Regions from separate parts of the Sus scrofa genome. Here region 1 is linked to region 2. A link is a contact called in public HiChIP or PLAC-seq data. All regions are on one chromosome and are shown on one strand. Each heading gives the region's core, a stretch centred on a gene start, on an enhancer-like site or on the middle of the called end of the contact. The rest is flanking DNA. Distances are from core to core; before and after follow the strand shown.

What was found. HiChIP or PLAC-seq counts read pairs in DNA pulled down with a chosen protein or histone mark.
Region 1: a contact with region 2 is called in an H3K27ac HiChIP or PLAC-seq map of skeletal muscle, with 5 times the contacts expected there. The contact joins the promoter of LOC100512926 here to the promoter of B3GALNT2 in region 2. A contact is called at or near these places in 1 of 47 Hi-C or Micro-C datasets (heart right ventricle) and 1 of 2 datasets of contacts at active chromatin or transcription factors (skeletal muscle).

Annotation. Positions count from the first base shown.
Region 1 is chr14:56,757,680-56,760,379 of Sscrofa11.1, forward strand. LOC100512926 (cytochrome c oxidase assembly factor 6 homolog) reads right to left here and starts at 1,277. Exons shown (of 3, transcript XM_003133017.4): 1 at 1,059-1,277; 2 at 357-516. The coding sequence starts at 1,198.
Region 2 is chr14:55,747,974-55,750,722 of Sscrofa11.1, forward strand. It overlaps B3GALNT2 (UDP-GalNAc:beta-1,3-N-acetylgalactosaminyltransferase 2), which reads left to right and starts at 1,436. Exons shown (of 12, transcript XM_021074398.1): 1 at 1,436-1,777. The coding sequence starts at 1,666.

The DNA.
Region 1 (2,700 bases), core at 27-2,526, 1.0 Mb after region 2:
TTTATTTCTGATAGTAGCTCTAGGACAGTGAATTTGCTAACTCTTTCTCAAGATTAAATATCTCTTCAGAAGAACCTAGAGAAGTCTTATCAGTTTAGGGGGTTGGAATTTTTTAGTTATTGTTCTTATGTTTATTTTGTTTTTCAATGATCTTTAAAGAGTCAGATGACCTTTTCCAAACGTTTGCCCTATTTGTAACAAAAACAAGCCTGGATTACCAGACAAGGTTTTCTTTGCTGCTAACAGAAACTGCTGACTTGAGAAGCCTCAAACTGTGCTTCATTTCATAGTCCACCACTCACTGTAAGTGCTATGTATTTTAACAGCGAACAGAAACATGTCCAAGTGTGACTTACCCACTGCTGGGGACAACTTGATTCAAATGAGCTTCTCAACTTCTTGCACTGAGAAGCGTCCTCTGTGTTCTCATCTAAGCACTTCCAGTATGCATCCCGGGCTCCCCAGCAAGCCTGCCTTTCTTTCATAGATGGGGCTGCCATTCCTGGTGGGCTCGAGCTGTCAACCAAAACACGTGATATTAACAAAGAACTTGTAATTCGAGAGGAGGCAAACCAAAGGAAAAATACCGTCTTTCCCTCCAATCCCCTCTTTTTAAAGTTATGCCTCTGGATTTTAATGGCGCGACTGAAACTAATCAGTCCCACAGGAATGGTATTGTAAGAGCATTCGCTTTTGAAACTTATCCTTTACACTGTAATTTGCTCCTCTGCTGGGGTGGCAGCGTGATCTCAGAAAGCCGGAGTTAGAATTCTGACTTTCACACAGTTTGTCATTTAAGACGGTTCATTTATTCTCCCGAGCCTGTTTCCCCATCGGCAGGTGACGCTCAGGGTAGGAGCATTGCCCATTTAACAAAGCTGCTGTTCGAACCGAAGTACTGTACAATTAACTGCACGAGAGCACAACAACTAGGCAAAACGAGGAGTACTCCTCTGTTGGCAGAGGAGAAACCCGGCGCTCGAGGAGAGTCGGCGACCTCCTGGGTTCCTACCCTCTCGGGAGCGCCTCGCACTCCCCGGCCCCGCCAGCAGGCTGACCTCTCCGCCCGCCCAGCAGCAAGTTCCCTTCGGCGCCAACGGAAGGAAAAAGTCACACAGCCCAACAACAGGGGAAGAAGGGTGCGGGGCCGAGTCCCAGTGCCGCACAGTCGTCTCGCCGACTTGGGCTCCTGCGGCATAAACCCACCACCTGAGGAAAACAATTCGCGCGGCGGATTCGCTGGCCTTGTGACCCTTACGGGCTACCGTTTGCCGGTCAAAAACGGCGGGACTTCCGGTCCCACACTCCTACCTGCTAGAGTGACTTCCGGGCCTGCTCAGTCAAGGGAGGAAGTTCCTGGAGAAGTAGAAGTACTGCGTGGTTAGCGTCCGGTCACTCTTCAGAGCAGCCTTGTACTTACTACGTTTCAGTGTCTCTCCTTGCAGCTTTTCGTAACTTTAACGAACTATGCTCCTTTCGTGTCTCAGTTTCTATATCTGTTTCGCCAAGCGCCGCTCGGAAGGGTTAATTCAGGAGCGAGCCCTACTGGAAAAGGCGGCTTTGTGTGGAAGTTTGCACCTGGGAGGTGAGAGCTGGACGGAACGTTAAAGAGCCCTGAAGGCTTAACTCTACGCTTCTGAGGTTAAAAAAGAGAGAGAGAGAAAGAAACGGCTCCAGAAAGAGGCGGATGACACCCCAGGTTACATGGCAAAAAAGTGACTAAACTGAGAACTCAGGGCACCAATCTCCCAGTTTCCCCATTGAGATTTCATCCTGTTACATTTCCCGGCATCACCTTGTTCTTGCTTTGAACCCTTGCGACTTTTTTTTTGTAGATGGAAAAGATTCTTTTAGTTGGTATTTGGAGACATCTAGTGAAAGAATATGAAAGCAAAGGTCGAGTCCGCAAGTTCTGGTAGTTCGTGGAATTAAAAAGTGAGCATGATTAGAGTTTACAGCTAAAAATCCTTGGACTTGGATCTGAAATTTGCGAAGGTGCTACAATTTGATCAGGAGAGTGGGTAAAATTAATACTTGCATTATTGTTTTAATTATTTGTAGCTCTTTTTACTCTAAACGCTGACATTTTTTTTTAAGGAATGAAAAAATGCGCCTTTAGATATTTTGAAAGGATGTTATTTCAGTATATGAGTTAATATATTCCGTGCAGCAGAATCTTTATTTGAAAGCACGCTTATGGATAAAGGTTAGTCTTTAGTTCACTTACTGATTCCATCTGCTCCATTACCTAGTCTTGCTTAAGTTCTAAGTGCTTAAAAAACTCATAAGCAGTTTACAGCTCTGCACTTTGCAGCTGTTCGATCTTTTCCAAATTCAACATATGCAGATTTTCAGGTTGGCTATGTGAAGCTAAGTACCACCAAACATAATGTTCTACAACATGGGAAGTATTTCTGTAATAGTTAATGGACTTTATTAAGTGGGTTGCTTTAGTTTTCCCAGAGCCACCATTTCTTTTCCACTATGAAGGGCGGTTTATATAAAAATAGTATCTTGGAGTTCCCATAGTGGCTCCAGGAATGAATCTGACTAGCATCCGTGAAGACTCAGGATCCCTGGCCTTGCTCACTGGGTTGAGAATCCAGCATTGGCACTCACATCCTGAGTTGCTGTGGCAGTGGCATAGGCCAGTGGCTACAGCTTCGATTTGACCCCTAGCCTGGGAACCTCTATATGCCA
Region 2 (2,749 bases), core at 186-2,685:
TAGTATAAAATCCTTACGCTTATAGCTTTTGTACAGCAATTAAAACATTTTAAAATTACAGTGCAGACCATATTACAAAACAATAAAAAATAATTTTATTTATTTATTTATTAGGGCCGCAGCAGCAGCATATGGAGGTTCCCCACCTAGGGGTGAATTGGAGCTGTAGCTGCCAGCCTAGGCCATAGCCACAGCAACGTCAGCTCCAAGCCGAGTCTGGCACCTACAGCATAGCTCATGGCAAGGCAGGATCCTTAACCCACTGAGTAAGGCTAAGGATCCAACCTGCGTCCTCATGGATACTAGTCAGATTCCTTTCCCTGAGGCACTGAAGGGAACTCCAAAAATAATTTTAATAGAGGAAATTAAATTGCCCCTCAGTGAGACTATGGTACTGACAGTGCCTAAGACATCTCCTGGACTGTTCAGTGACTTGAATAAATTACCCTTTTTTCCTTAAGCCTGTTTGAAGTGGATTTCCTGGGGCTTTCAACCAAGGGTTTTTCCAACAATATAGTTCATCCTCATGTTCATCCTCTGCACCATCTTCTGAACATCGGTACCCTGATCTTCAGGCTCCTCAACTAGGACACTTTTGCGTTTGGCCGCAGGCAGGCCGGAACGGGTGACGCCCTCGGGGCCCAGGGCAGGACTGTATCCCGGAGGGTCGCAGCAGGTCCTTCCCACAGGTGCCTCGGAGCCCGCATTTTCTAGCGGCTCACGTCCAATAGCAGGTGTGAGTGCACCCGGTTCTTCTCGCAACTTTCCAGCGCCAGTTTGAAATCTGAGCACGTGTAATGTACCTTCCATTCGGCCATCGCTGTCGTACTGCACAGCTTGATCCCTTGGGCTTGGTCTTACTCATCCTGAGTTCTTAGAGCCGGGTACCGAAGCACCAGAACTAATACTTGATGATTCACCGCTGAAGACACGGGCATTTGGGCTGCCCCGCCCCGATCTCCGCGCCCAGTAGATGCCAGCAAGATCCCATCTCTTACACGAGGCTAGCATTCGGCCTAAGGAAGCTCTGCGTGATTTAAAACTGTCTTGTCTCAAGATCTCCTTTAAATCTTAGGCAACCGGCGCCCTTCACCCCAGCTATTATTTCTCTCCCGGGGTTGGGGCGGCCCCTGAGCGCTGGGTTGTCCGGCACTACCTCTCCTCCGCCACCGGGGGGCAGTAAACATGGAGCAGGGCTGCGCATGCTCTGTGTGAGGCCTCGCGCTTTGCTTACGCGATCGCCGAGTGACGGAAGCGAGTGCGTGGGGTTGTGGGAAATGTGGTTTCCCAGCCATCGGATCACGGGGGCACTTCCTCCTTAAGCTCAGAGCGGGACTTCAGCTCCCGGCCGGCTAGGGGAAGTGGGAGGGGACAAGCTAGAAGAGGGCGGGGCGAGTGAGAGAAAAGGTGGGCGGGGCCGGGGAAGGCCCAGGAAAGGGGGCGGGGCTCTGGCCGGCGGAGGCGCAGCCGCCAGCGGTCGGAGGAGCCTAAGCCGAGAGAGACCTAGACGGCGGCGGGCACGAGGGCGGGCGTTCCCGGAGTAGTCGCGCGGGAGTCGGCCACTGCCCCCGGCCTCCTTACTTTCAGGGCCCCTCCCTGTCCGCCGGGACGCGGGAGAGCCCGGCGCGCGGTGGGGGCGCGAGGTGGAGCCGGCGGGGGCGGCCAATGCGAAACTGGCTGGTGCTGCTGTGCCCGTGTGTGCTCGGGGCCGCGCTGCACCTCTGGCTGCGGCTGCGCTCCCCGCCGCCCGCCCGCGCCTCGGGGGCCGGCCCCGCAGGTGAGGTCCTGGGGCCGGGCGGGCGGGCGAGCGGCCGGCTTCTTCCACGGAGCCTGGCCGAGAGTCTGGGTTGGGGGACGGGCCGACCCGGCGGTCCCCAGATGAAACAAATGGCCCTTTTCATCTCCCCGGCGTTAACATCGGGCAAACTGGAGGGCGCTTTTCTCTCTTCGTGTCTCCGCCGTTTCTCACCTCCCGGCTTTTCTTGATGACCACAAAACCGGTGCGGACGACTGCAAGTCCTTCGGCTGTCCCCAGGCCTTTCCCGCCTGCCCGGGGAGCTGAGCCCCATGTGTCCTTCAACCCGAGGGGCAGCTGTTAACGCCCGGGGCCGGGCTCCCAGGTGGCTCTGCTCCTCCCGCAGCTGTTGGTCTTATTGGATCAGGACTTTGAGGTCTTAGGGTCCGTGGATCACGTTTTTGTGCCTTTTTAAAGAGGTGGCTGGGGTTTGCTTTTAAGGAACAACTTTGCTTTAAGAACGTACTCTGCTTTGTATTCTTTGAAAACTGTGGTTGTAAGTCGGTTAAACAAATCTAGCCATGAAATAGGGCATGGCTGCGGATGGAGTTATTCCTGAGAGTTTGGTTTGCAAAGCCTTCTAATGAATTATACACGAAAATAGCAAGTTCCTCTACGATTGTATCCATTTGCTCCAAAAGTTAGTTTCTCATGGGAAAGAACTCTTTGTTCATATTCACTTCCCAGCCTGATAAATAGAATGCTCTGCCCCACAGCCCAGTGGATTTTCTTTTAACTAATTCCACCGCTCTGAACATTGAAGGTTGCCCTTTTCTGTCTTTTTAAGGGCTTGCCCTAGGAGGTATAATAAAGCCTAGACGGCTGTTTTAAAGATGGGGAAATAGTCGTTTTGTTTTTTAACTACCTTGGGAATTTGTTCTTACCACTTCTCCCCTAGAAAGTTTTCTTATCCAATATTTTCAAGGATTAGAATTGAATATCTGAATTCTGAGA